2 separate regions of the Anas platyrhynchos genome follow, and region 2 is linked to region 1. A link is a contact called in public Hi-C data. All regions are on one chromosome and are shown on one strand. The core of a region is the stretch at or near the end of the contact, and the rest is flanking DNA. Distances in the headings are between cores, read along the strand shown. Region 1 holds the start of LOC110352457 (a long non-coding RNA gene). Region 2 has its middle 83 kb from the start of TRIB1.

Region 1 (7,071 bases), core at 1,990-4,489:
AGATCTTCAAATTTGCCTGCATGTGGGTCCTGGGCACCCTGCTCTGGGTGTCCCTGCTTGAGCAGGGTTGGACCAGAGGGCCTCCAGAGGGCCCTGCCAGCCTCAACCAGTCTGCAATTCTGTGATTAGCTTTGACCAGACAAAGCAATGTTTCTGAGCCTAAGTCCTGCCGAGCATTTTTATAAAGAACTAACTATGTTAATTCCACCACCTTATTCAGATTTTAATCAGATCCTGTGCTCAAATGAGCTGTTTCAAGCACTGGAACTCAGTGGCCCAGGAGAGCTCAGCTCAGAGGTTGGGTTTGATCTGCAGTGAAATTGTTGTTTTCACTCAATTTCCCAGCTGAGTTGCCTCTGGCACAAAGGGTCAAGTGATTTGAGTGAATTGTCCTTGGCTCATTCAGGATCAAAGCACAGGTTTTGCCTGGTTCCACTTCTTTCCTCCACCCACACTGTTAAAGGATCACTGAACCTTTGGTATCCAGTCCCTGATAAGCACAATAGGCAGTGATAAGCGAAAGCAGAGGAAAAAAATAAAAAATAAAACACACAGAGTTATTTCCTTTGAGCAGATACCAGAAAGTAAATTGGTAGAGAAGAAGAAGTTTCAGTCTACTCACACCAAAGAAGCAGAGTAGTGTAATGCAAGATTTCTGCCTGGAGAGGCTATTGGAGGATAGGATGTGTGTCTGTGGTGCCAGGGGAAGGAAGGGAAAGAAAGGATGTGCCTGTTGGTGCTATGCAGGTAAGGAACTCTGAAATCTCTTCTTTGTTCAACATTATCTCAACCTGTGTTTATGAAGGTTAATAAGCAGAGGAGTGGGCATCTCATCCTGCCTTAACTTGTCTTATTTTGTAATTCCAGGCAAGATGTTGTTTTTCTGTCATTCCCAGAAAAGCCAAGAGCCAAGCCTGCACCTCTGAAGTTGTCATTGTTAGTGAGGCTCAAAAGGACTTTCAGGAGAGTATTCATTGCAAGTAGCACCCTTATTTATATTTTTGGATTAGTGTAGTACAAGCATTGGAAGAATTTCATGTTATTTTTGAATGTTGCTGTGGTCACATTATGCCCAGAGAAGAGCCAAGAGTGTAACACTGAGGGAACGGAGAGAAATCTTCAGTAAGAGGATTCAATGTTTCATACCTTCTAAGTACAGCTAGTGCTTATGGTTGAACTTAAACTCTAGCACAGACTGCCAGTTTCCAGGAGAAAAAAAAAAAAAAAAAAGTAGGTGCAGAAATGACTGGTCTAATTTCTGCCATATTCTTCTTTGTAAAATTATTTTTGTGGCTAAGTGACTGAGGATAAATGGACCTGATTTGCAACATACGGCTTAGAGGGGGCCTTAATAGATCTGATTCACACAACTATTTGTTTTCAGAGTGATACATCCTTTCTAACCATACCAAATAACCCACTTGCTCTTTGTATTTTTGGGAAAATAGCCACAGAAATATCTATAGATATTTCAAACGTTATTTTTCCTGACTATTTAGAGAATTTGGATAAGAAAATTTTAACAGGGAAGACCTCCTCAAACTGTTCTAGTGGCCAGGTTCAGCATCTGCTCTAAGCATTGGAAGACTGATTGAAGACCTGCTTCAAAGCAGGTGAACAAACCTGAAGATACCAGAGCTCAGTAAGAACTCTAGCTCATTAAGCTCCAGCTTCAAGAGGAGGGCTTCCAGACTTCGCCTTCCAGAGAGGGCTGATCCAATAAGTTTTGTGTTTTTTTGTTTTTTTTTTTTTAAACACTGGTGGAGCTGGCCCCAAAGTCAGGAAAAAGGAAGTAGATATCCAAGTCCTTTGTATTAGGGGGACTTGGGTGGATCCACGAATATTCAGCAGCAAGAAAAAAAAGAAAAATCTGGGGATTTTCAGTTATTCCTGGGTAAGTAGCATCTTCACAAGGACCTAAATTATCTAATAAATGCTTGAAATAGGTGGATGTGGGTTAATATTTTCTCAAGTTCCAAAGATTTTAAGAAGGCATGCTGTTACTTGCCTTTACCAAAAGAGGGTTGTGATGCCAAGCACACTACACTTGCAATGCACAGAAGGATTTTTTTGGTCAGAATGTTGAGTGGCCAATCTGAACTGTCAGAGCCTGTGTACATTTGGTCAAGAAATTATATAGGAATACAATATTTAATGACATATCTGATATTTCCTGTATGTACTGACTCCCTTGGCAAAAAGAGCCCTCTTGCAGTGGTGGTATAAATTTCTCTGATCCCTGACAAAACATTAAGATAGAAAGGCCTATGACAATGCAAAGAAAAGGGTCATTAAAATAGTTTTGACTCAAAAAGTTCAGGGTGAGTTTGCAGTAAAAGTTTGCGAGTGGGAAATGATGCATTTCTCATTAAGTCCAAACCAGTTCTCCTGTCCCTGTTGATGATGTGCCCTTGTTTCAAACCAATTAAACGGGAGCTAATCTCTCTTGGTTTGAGACATGCTGTCTTTGTTACGTATAGTTTCTTTTGTGCCAAAAGTCCTAATGGATTTTTTGTAACCTACATCCATACTGGAGAATAATCATCTCTGTACAAACACAGAAGATCTGGTTCCTGAACCAGACAACTTTGAACTTGATTCAGGGCCAAATGAGGGAAAACTGAAAGGCTCCCATTGACTTCACTGAGTATTAGATCAGGCTGTCACTGTCTACATTCAGTCAAGGACATACAGCAGCTAATTTAAGGCCTATATTGTGAATGGGCTGAAAAGCACAATGACAATGCAGTACACATTCTTTTTAGCACCTGTCTTTGGTGAAGGGTGGCTGAAAAACTTCGTGGAAGAAGAGTTTTAAGAACAAATTCAGAACAATGACCATTCAACCTTGCTTGACTCTAATAGAGATCTCAGAAACACTTTTTCTGGGAAGTGGATAGAGTATCACAGGATTAATTAAAAAAATAAAAATAAAAAAATACAGGTTGAGATGAACCAGATTGACACATAAATGGCATGTAACTTCAAATACTTCTGCACTTGGACTTCTGAGTGATGCCTATGTTGTTCAAAATACTCCGGGAGATTCCTGATTGGAAAACCACACAGCCCTGCAAGCAAGGCAGCTAAGAAATAAGTATAATTTCAAAGGTAAAGTGGGTTTAAAGGGTTCATTCTACAAGCATCCTTGTAAATGTGCTGTGCCGTAAATATCCAGCTCCTTTAACCAACTCTTCAGTTCCTGGGAGTCAGGCCTGAACACAACTCACGGTGATACACCACCACCATGTGGTCGTTGCCAGGAAAAAATAAACTATTATGGAATAGTTGGGAGGAACTTGGGCCGATGTTTCAAAACTTGGGAGATATTTAGTTACTGTGGTAACAGAAGATCCTAAAGCACTTGGCCACTATTATTTAATGTGTTGTCAGCAGTTTCCAACACTGCTATAATGTGAACATTTACTGGGTATGTCTGTGAACAGTGAGACAGAAAATCCATGCTTTTCCAACCTCTGGTCCCCAGGCCTGAAGTAAAGCCAGGCACAGAAGGAGGTACTCATGCACCGTCAGGTGATGTAGTCCTTCAGCATTTTAACCTCTCTGGACATCCTTGTAATAGGTTCTGGAATGGCTGGGACTGAGTAAAGAGATTGTCTGCATTGCTGGGAACAGCTTGGGGTATTCTTTTTCAAGGCAGCAATAGCATTCTTTGAAAATACTTCCTTAATATGTGCTTTAGAGGCAAATACTGCATGGTGATATTGTTTTGTTATGGTTTTCCTGTAGAGTTTCTAATTCATTTTGAGTTCCAGAGATATCTGGGAAAGGTCGGGGAGGTTTCCACTTTTATTAGGGTTGGGTGGGAAGCAGCACCTTGAAATATCCCTTTCTGTAGGGGGAAAGGGATTTCCCCTATGCAGAAGGCTGAGCGCTCTTTTTGCTTAGTGAGAGGGATCGCATTCCTTATTCTGATTTTGACAAATACTGTTATCATCCTTACTGCGGTCTGTAGGACTTTCCAGAGGGGAACAAGAAACAGACTTTATAGACAGTTTCTGCAACACATTTTTCTGTTGCTTTTCTTTTGTGGTTAGTAACTGCAGGGGGATGAGGACCCAGCCTACTCTGGTCTTTGAGGAGTTTTTCAGGTTATGCATTAATTGTCTATGCAAAGATAAGGCTCTGGGCTCCTTGCCTTATTCCTATTATTATTATTATTATTATTATTATTATTATTATTATTATTATTATTATTATTATTATTATTTTCCTTGTCTTCACAATCCCAAACTCTTTTTTACTGGGGGTTTTAATGAACCTCCAAACACAAGTCTTTGTCAAATATATTAGTAAGGCACTTCTATGTGATGGATCCAGACGCATCTTCAAAGCAGAGTAAGGCAGCTGTTCCTCTTTTTCAGACTCTGTAGCGTAAAAGAGCCTTTAAGCAGAGACCCTGAAAGAAAAGCATCCTGACCTTCTATTGTAGAGCCATGCAGGGATTTTTGCTTCCAAAATACTAACCACTTGCACAGGTACATAATAGCAAGGAGGAGATATGTAACCATACTGCAGGAATATATCCAACCACACCAATAAATAACTCTGTTTGAACTATTTATCTGGTCTTCTAATAGCTCACTGCTTCACATGTATTTTCCTCCCATCTTTATGGGCCTAACTCTGGAAGGTGCAGATTGGTTTTCGCATGCCTGAGGGTGTGGAACTGTAACGAAGCTTTTCTCTGCTCTAACAGCTTAACCTCTCTTTCTCTCTGCAGCAGTGGTGCTCTTTAATAAAAGTGCTGGGATGTGGATAGAAGGCTTTCTCAAGGGCAACATCTCTCCCTTATTTCTGCTTCCAGTCACCTCCGTCATATTTTCCCCTGAGTGACCCCCTTAGGAGGCTGCAATGCCCAGACACCAGGAACTTCACTGAGGCTTCTGTCTCTGACTCCCTGAGTTGTAATTTGTGGTGCCTGCAGATACTGGATATCCATTTGGGATTTAATTTGCATGGGAAAGGAATTAAAGCACCTCTTTTGTGTATGGTCCCTCCACAGCCTTTAACTGAGTCAGAGGTTAAGCGTAAATCCCAGGGAAGCACACCAAGACTCAGACTGTCCATTATTAATCTATTTTCTGATATACTTTCCAGCACCTATATTGAATTTTGGGAAGATATAGATCTGAAGAACCCACTGTGCAGTAATTGGCTTTCACAGTAGTTGTGTCGTTTAGGAGAAGGATATTTGGGTCAGACTTACTGAGCAGGGACTGTCTCCTCAATCACAGGCACTCTGGAAAAATAAAATGAGAAGGAAGAAGGGAGTACTGGGCAAGAAATCAGGTATGAAGTCTTGGTGTGGTAGTCTAGTAAAAATACTAGTGTTATAGTAGAGATTTTTGCCTCTGGCACCTTTTGTGGTACTACAGGAATCATATATACAATTCAATTCCCCAGGTTTTAAAAAGGATGTTAAGTGAGAAGAGATAGTAGAGAACTATATATGTTATCTATTCAAAGGCTGAAGAGTGATACTTTTATTGACAGGCTTGGAGAGCTCTATTTGCTTATCCTTTATCCAAAAGGATATTGCGAGCCCCATAGTGCATCTTTCTAAACGTGTCAGTCAGGGGAACACATTAACTGATGTGGAGGCAAGAGGAAGGGAGTGATGCTGCCCTTCGTGGAGTTTTCTGTCCATGGTTCATCACGTGTACTGCATAGTACTGCTGCAAGAAATGTGATCGGAGTGTGTGATCACCTCTGAGGGGAGAAAAGCAGCAGGTTTCAAAATCTTTTTAGTAGATGGCATACAAAGAATTCATGGTTGAATGCAAAAACAGGATGAATTCAAATGATAATGAGGTAAGTATTTTGACGATGAAGGAGAATTTCCTCTGAAATGAACTGACAAGAACAATGTATCTGCCAGCTCTTGATACCCTCACATCCAAACTGGTGGTCTTTCTAAGGGGCAGACAAAAAGCGAAGAGAAGTCACTAAGCAAAATTTAAAGACAACTGAGAAGAAAATAACGGTATTTGGATGACAGGTGAGGAGAATTGACATCTCATAGCTTTTAATTAATACTTGTGTTAATACTTGAATCTTTGACACAGAACATTTTGAGCAACACCACACTTCTATTGTATTGGTAACTGCTAAAATAAGAACCACCTCTATCTGCTTTGTAAGTTTCTTGGGATTTTCAGGAAAAGAGTGAAAGATCTGTTCAAGCCACTAGAAAGACCTTCCTTCAATATCACTTCGGTCACAGGTCACACTCTCTCGTGTTCAGCAGTGCTAAGGCAGAGAATGATCGAAGATTTTGAAGATCTGCAGAGCTGTAGATCTTTCTCAGTCAAACTTCTGTCTACCTGTCCTTTCCACTGCTTCCATGAACAGTTCCTATTTTCCTCCACCCAGCTTCTAGCCATGAATCATCAAATCATTAGGTTTGGAAAAGCGCTCCAAGACCATGTGGTCCAACAATCACCCTACTACCAATATCACCCACTAAACCATGGACCTAAGTGAATAATAGAGAATCCCTGAACTTGAGGTCCATCCTGCTTCCCTGCTGGACTGATGGATCCAGCCTTCAAACATGGGTCCAGCTCATCCTTAGCCCACAAAATCCTGTAACAATACTTCAACATTTAACTGTGTGTAGGGGGAAGGGAGAGGTTGGTGAGAAAAGGCAGAACTTCATTTTCAAACCCACAGCTTAAAAACATTTGGTGCCCCTGGGTCTTGTGCTATGAAAAACAGTGGATAGTCTCTCTGAACTCTCCCTTCTATGATTCTGTTCACCTTTGTCTATTTACTTGTTTCTTGTATGGAAACTATTCTATGTTGTTGCTCATCCCTGTCACGCTTCTTTGAGTGCTTTCTAGTTCCACAGTCTGTTTTTAAGCTGTGATTGCCAGAGACACAGACAGCTCTAGACACATTATAGGATTTGAACATAATATCATAATGATGTTTTGTTTAATCTACTCTTTCTTCAGTGATTCAATTTGCCTCTTCCAGAGTCACTGCATGAACAATCACTACACAGTCATTGCGAGATCATTTCACTGCGTGTTGAAATCTGATTTA
Region 2 (7,071 bases), core at 1,852-4,351, 430 kb before region 1:
ATTCATTTAGCTTTTTTTTTTTTTTTTTTTTTTTTTTTTTTTTTTTTTTTTTTTTCCAAACAGCAGGGGGAGCTCAAATTCTGCCTGAATCCCCAAAAGCAGAGAAAGTACAGTCTGCTGACATTCTATTTTAACCAGAGGGGGAAAAAAAATACTCGTGGGGTTTTTCTTACAAAATTGCATATTTTTTTTTTCCCCCCAGTATGCCACAGGGAGACAATTAGAACATGTAAAACAGATAATACAGTAATTAACATGAACAGTTGTGTAACAGGAGCATTGCCTGCATGGGCCTTGGTAGCTGTTTAATGTGTATATTTCATCTTTCTACTTTCATGGAAAACGGTCCGAGTGGTTTTAACACCTATCTCCTTGAATCAGTACCCAGCAAGTTCAGAACTTGGGAGGAGCTGAAATCAGTGCTGCTTGGGTAAAAAGCAATATTTGGGAATGATGGAGCAAATCCATTCCTGGACTCAGTTGGCCAGAGGTGACTTTGGCTTGGAGGTATTTAGCCATACAAGGCTCCTGTGTTCTTGGAGTGCCACGTAAGCACTATTAAAGCCACACCACATCCCCACACTTCTGTAGGTGGATGAGCACCATCAGGCTCTGTTTGGTACAGGAGAAACCTTCACACATGGATGGCAGTGACTTGTGCAAGATCATGCTGTCAGGACAGGACCGGGAGATTATGATCTTGCTTCTCGGTGTTTCCCTCAGAAAGGCTGGTGCAGTTGTTGTCAAGCTCTTTCATCCAGGATCCAAAATCCATTCGTAATTGCTTCCCCATAATCCCCTGAGATCCCACAGCCTTCAGATCTCTGTGCAGGCAGGTGGGGAGGCTCGGTGGGGGCTGGCAGAGGATGACAGGGGGAATGAATGGGTTTTAGATGGGTGCAGTTTCAGGGAAGATAGGAAGCATGTTAATTTTCCTCCCTGGTTCTGCTCCAGTGGGGAACCCTGTGGGAAAGTGGTGGTTTTGCTCTCCCTAATGCCACTGGATGCAACATGGAATATTCTCCCATATCCATAGCATGTGTCCTCTGATTTGGAAATTTTTATTTGAACTGAATGATCTCTAGTTGTGCAGGATTATGGCTGTTCAGGGCTCTGTGGGCAAAGTGAGTCCCTGCTGCCATTTATGTAGCAGGGAAGCAAATACTCCACAGAGCCAAGAAAAGACTGAGTAGCCCCTGGTGTCAAGCTCAAATCACAGTCTTCTTTCTTTTATTTGTGATATTTCTTTACCTACCGTATCCTTATGAATGGCTTTGATGGCAACAGACGGAGCAGGCTAACTACCGTATCCAGTGCAAACAATGCTGATGCAGTCTCCAAGGGGATAAATTACGCTGGCTAATCAGGAAACGCAGTGATAAAGCTGAAACCTTTGCTTTCAGGGTTTCTGTTCATTGTCTCCTCAACCAATGTGCTATCATCAATTAGTAGGAACTGGGATCTCTTAGACAATCTAAATCTAGGTGCATTTCTTTGGCTAAAGTTGGCCCATCTCTTAACTTGTGAAAACCAGATCTGCGTTTCATGGAGTCCTACTTGTGTTAACAGAATTTATAATAAACCTACAGGTGAGCAGAGGAATAGTAGTGGGAGACAAGATATGGGATATTAATGATAAATTCATTATTCCTATTAAAAATCAGAGGGATTTTGGACAGAGAAAACATAGCTAGAGCAAGGATTTCATCCTTTCAATTGGATAGGAGTTGGGAACAAACGTTTACTCTTAAGAGGCTGAACAGAGAAAGCCAAGGCTGGATGACCATCCCCAAGCCCATGCAATGAACTTCCAGCCAACGAGGTGCCCCAGGAAGAAGAAAGACCCAAGAGGGAAGAGTCCCATGCTCCCAGAGCGGGGTCAACAGGTGCCACCAGCAGCGTGTGAGAAGTGCCTGGCGTGGCCTGCGAGCATGGCGTGTGCCCTCCCTGCTCTCGGCAGGAACTGTGTCCTTACATGCAGTGCCGCACGCAGCCTCCCTATCGCACGTAATGAATGCCAGACTGCTGTCTGTGAATGGGTAATGGTACTTCCCCACCACTTCAAAGTCGATGTGTTTCACTATTTTTTTTTTCAACCGTGATGTTGAAAGAGATGATTTTTCTCCTCTAAAAACCGCAGCTGCTGAGAAGTTAATGAAGGGCGCTGTTTTTGAAACTCCCGGGGGGCTGATGCTGCCTCCTCCAGCTTTGCTGTGACTTTTGCTTGGGAACCAAGCACTGGGCTGGATCCTTACTGCTGATTAACACTCGTAACCGCAAGCACAAGTGGCTGAGAAAGTGTGATGGTGGAGTCAGCACCTGATGTTGAATTGGCACAAGAAGACACCAGCCTCACTGTAGGTTTGTGTGCTTAGCTGCTTGGTGGTGCAGAGCACCAGGGTTATTGGCACTTCATCCCATGGATGAGATCTCTGTACATTTGTCTGTATACCTGTTCAGTTACCTAAAGTTTTTTTTTTTTTTTTTTTTTTTTTTTAAAGAGATGCATAAAGGTGGGAGACATGGAAAAGGCATTGTCAGGTTGCATCTTTGTCATCTGTATGATGCTGATGGCAAATATCTGTGACCTTTCTGTGCCAAGGCAGTGTGACAGCAAAGTCCTGTCTTGGAGGGGTCATGAAGAGGAATGGGAACCAGCTGAGACAAATGCCATGGCTGGTTGGCTTTTTGTTCTTCATATAATGGTGAGGGAGCTTTAGGTCTGCTGAGTCCTGTAATAAGTAAATTAAATAAGAAAAAATGAATAAAAGAATGAGAAAAGGGGGAGTGGTCATTGACAAGGGGCAGAAAAGAAGCCCAGGGGGTTGAATTGAAGAAATGCGTCTTGTGCATGGTGGGAAAGGGCCGTGGAGGAGCAGAAGCTGTGGTCCCAGGGAGGTGTCATCCGCCCAGTGCTGCAGGCAGCAGCCCAGTGCTGTCACCCGTGCCTGACTCCTCCAAGAGCAGAGCTTGCTGCCACCTCCTGCACCCCGGGCTGGTTTCCCCGGGTGCCAGTTGCCAAGCTGGTGATGCTGGGAGGAGTGGGAGCCCCGGAGCCACAGGGAACACGGTACCTCCCTTCTGTGTGTGTGGTCTCCCCTACATAAGCCTGGCCCCGGAGGCGGTTGTGGAAAAGGGCAGTCCCTGCTAGGACATGTTGCTGCTTCTTTATCAGTTGCTGTGGCTGTTGCTGGTTGCTTTATTGCGAGCAGATGCCGTTTGCTCAGCTTATTGACTGGAGATTACATACAGCTGCGCTGTATAAAAGGGAGCCTGAATTATCTTACCTGCAAAGGCTATTTAAATGGGAAGCTTCAAACTCCCCTTCATCCTCCCATAACCGTATTTAATTTATAATTGAGACCTAGATGCAGAAAGCTTTTGAAATGTGCCTATAAGGTAGTGGTGAATTGCGATTTGGGCAAAACTGAACCTCCCTTAGCATTGCTTTGCTGTTACATGCCTCACATGCATCAGACAATATGGGATTACAGAGCACCTGATGCTACCGAGCCGCCTGCTGCAAAAAGAAGTAACGTACTCCTTTTTGATTAACTTCTTCAAACGCATCAGGTCTATTAACTACCCCCCTCAAGACATATCGCTATCATTGAAAGAGCACTTTGAAAGCATGTGACTACAGAGAATGGCTCCCCATTAATTTAAGAGAAAGCATATAGCTAAAGTCAGAGTGTGAACCTGACTCACCACTTTTTTAATAAAGCTCACTATTTGGGGAATGAAGTATTCAAGCAGAGGAGAGTTTAACTTTTCCAGAAGAGAATTTATGATGATGTGTTGGAAGACCTGGTTTATTGTTTGCTTAAATTAAAGATTTTAATGAGAAAAGTTAATTCAGACTGCAGATACCACATCAGAGCTACAACTACATCTGCATTCTTTGTTCTTTTTCAAATAAAGAAATGATTTTGGGGAGGCAAGTGAGGAGATACTGCCTAGCTATCCACATCTGATTCAGGGGTCTCTAGGACAGGAGCCTACATAATCAGTGGAGAGCAACAACCTTCTCCAGGATGTAGTTCGTGTAATCTGAGGTAGAGCTCTACTGTGGAAGGACTAAGGTTTATCCACAGGATGTGTCCTACAGCAGAGATCTGAAATCAGTCCAAAAATCCCGTTTGCCTTTTCTGTAAATAGGTTTAAAAAATAAAAATTTGAACATGCACCTTTACAGCCATATTTTTTTCTTTCTTGTAAATGTACAATCTTCATAAAAATTAAACTAATACACTATCAGTCTTCTGTTTAAATGGGTCTGTTTAGTGAGGTTGGTACAGTTCAGATCAGCATGAGACGTCCTTCCACTGTGTCCTGCTTAGCAGAAGCAACAGTTACCTTAAGGTCAACTATTAGAAGCCATTACAGGACTTTTACTGGACATTGTTGCAATCATTTCTATAAGGTGATGTTCACGCTGAAGTACTCTTCTCATTCAGAGATGTGCAATGATGCCAGTTCTGCCTGTCCAGTGGAAAAGCTGGAAACAGAAATGTTGAGCCACTTCTCCAAGAAAATCTTAATCTACTCTGTTGCGAAAGCAGTTCTCGACTCACATTTATATTCCAGACAACAGGTTAATGCATCACTGAAATGTCAAAGGACACAATATTTCTGGTACTTATAAGAAGAATTACCAACATTACTGGTAAATGGGAAACCTTTGTGTTTAAGCTGTGATGTGCTTAGTAGTGTGCAAGATGTATATAGAAACTGCCTCAAGGGACCCGACAAATAAAAAATAGCAAGAGGAGATTAACACAAAGGCTTATGCAAAAGATAAGCAAGGAAAGAATTAACTTTTCTTTTTCCCTAGAGTAGAACCAGGCTTTTAAAAGGAATTCATACCTGTAGTTGGTAAACAGATAAATCCTTTTAGTCCTATTGCTCGTGAGAGAATGAAGAAGGCTTGTTGGTGTAGCTTGGCAAAATTGCAAGGACTCATTTTTTTTGGCCAGTGCCCACTGTGGGACTACAATTCTCCTTTCTGTATGCATCGGGCTGGTGCACTGCACACACAGAGGAAAAGCTCTGCTCTGAACAGCCCAGGGAAAGTATTAGGATGGTTCATTAGGGAATTTTTCACTCACGTGCCTATGCAGAGTAGTAAGAAAATATATTTAGTACATTAATTCCTTAGAAATTGATGTTGCTGTATAGGATGTGCCAGAGTGAGGCCAACTGCAAGCGTTTCTAAGACTAGCACAGACCTTGACAAACTAAGCATAATTACAGCATATGTAGAGTTCTTGGTTTTCAAATGCCATGCATTTGGAAATACGTCTATTTCAATAGACCAGCATGGAGGAGAGGATTTGCAAAAGGTCGCAATATGAAGCTACAGGAATTTTCTAGGATGAGCAAAACTCTGCCTTTAAATACAACGCTATGGCTTTATTAGCATCCCCTACAGTTTTGTGGCTGCAGCAGTACAAACAAGAGCAACAACAAACAAACAAAACAACAAAACAAAACGAAACAAAACAAAAAAAACCAACAAACACCAGCCTTGAATAACTCCATGGGAAGGCTGCAATGAAGAGAAAAACAAGGCTTAGTTGTGGTAAATGTCTTTTCAATCTAACTATGCAGTACGTGCAGGGGGAATAGTCAAGAAGTCAGAACTTCTTATCCAGTGGGCAATGAGATACAGTGTCATGAAACTAGAGAAATTCAAACTTTGGAGAGAAAAAAGGAAATCATCTCTAAATGGTCCAGCAGATAAAAAAGACTACTGGGCTTCCTTTGGGGAATTCAGCTGCTCTGAGTCCTCAGGTAGATGTGAAGGTGGGGTTTCTGATGTGAGAGTGAAAACCATAAAACACCAATCTTGGGGAAGAGGAAATGCCTCTTGGAAGTTTTTCTGGTCTGCTGGTCTAGAAACAGTAATGTCCCATTCTCAGCACCACATTCCCTGTGGCTCCTGATGTTTGCTTCATAACAGATATTCTCACATCTCTGGATCAGATGAGCCATGATGCTTGAGGTCAAAGGTTTCCAGCACTAAATAAGGATCTTTCCCCAAAATCATGTGCCCTTGAGACTGTTATCCTAATTACAGTGTGAAAGGCTGAAACACTCTAGGGAAAAAAAAAAAAAAAAAAAAGAACAATTACAATAAATTTTGTATTTTTTAAACAACCACCAAGCCTGCATAAAGATTTTAGGAAACAATTGTAAAGAAAGGCTGAATAACAGTAACATTAAAGAAATGAAGAACAGATAGACTGTATTTTTAACTGCAGCAAAAGTAATCCAGCTCTAAGTAGTATAGCAATACACAGGAGCTCAACATCAGCAGCAGCAGATCACACTTTGTATGGTGGATTTGTAATGGTGGATTTTTCACGTGTTCTGCACCTTGAGTGTAGAAGGTAGCAAAGAAGTATGTGTTTGCCTTTCAGCTTTCTGATCAGTATTTTCACCCTTCCCAAAGCCACTGATCAGCTCAAGCCCTTGTGCTTTTTTCTTCTGATCTGCTGACTGAAATCATTGCATTGCACCTCATGTGAAATCCCTCATCTTTGGATTTTTATTTTTAGACTGACTGCCTGAAGACATGATCGTTCTCTGAGATGGTTTCCACATAAGGAATTTAGCTGCAACCAGCCAAGGAATGGATGGGTGTTATAGGAAGATTACATGGCAGATGGAAGAAGACGTGCATTTCTATTTTGATGCAGTGGTAGATATAAGGAATGGATCTCTAAAGCAGCTCACTTCAGAATAGGATTGGAGCACAGAAAATAGGCAGAATGGACCCCCAGATCTTCATCCATCAAGAGAAGGGTGGCATCACTTGGACAGGAGGGTGTCGAGGGGCTGGTTGGGTGATCTGGCCCTTCCTTCAGTGAGAGGAAGGCACAGCAAAGCTTGGTATTATGTATACATGCACATATACTCTCCTGACAGAGCACAACCACCCAGAAACAGGAGCAGAACTGAGCATCTGCTCTTCTTTCCATGCAAGACCAAGGTAGTATGCAGTTATCTACAGATTTTCTCTTTCAGCTTTCCTGGCTGTTCTGCAAAATGTCCTTTCCCAAGCCAAGA

The links. Hi-C and Micro-C count contacts between places; a contact is called where the count stands out from the background.
Region 2: a Hi-C map of subcutaneous adipose tissue shows a contact between it and region 1, with 3 times the contacts expected there. The contact joins two enhancer-like sites. A contact is called at or near these places in 7 of 8 Hi-C or Micro-C datasets (F1 follicle, F5 follicle, liver and 3 more).

What each region holds. Positions count from the first base shown.
Region 1 is chr2:10,700,144-10,707,214 of IASCAAS_PekinDuck_T2T, reverse strand. It overlaps LOC110352457 (a long non-coding RNA gene), which reads left to right and starts at 433. Exons shown (of 4, transcript XR_005263887.2): 1 at 433-747. Within about 2 kb of position 3,239, at least 1 of the 8 cell types and tissues checked has an H3K27ac peak or open chromatin away from gene starts, as enhancers often do.
Region 2 is chr2:11,127,476-11,134,546 of IASCAAS_PekinDuck_T2T, reverse strand. No RefSeq gene overlaps it. Among named protein-coding and RNA genes, the nearest start is that of TRIB1, 83 kb to the left of the region's middle. Within about 2 kb of position 3,101, at least 2 of the 8 cell types and tissues checked have an H3K27ac peak or open chromatin away from gene starts, as enhancers often do.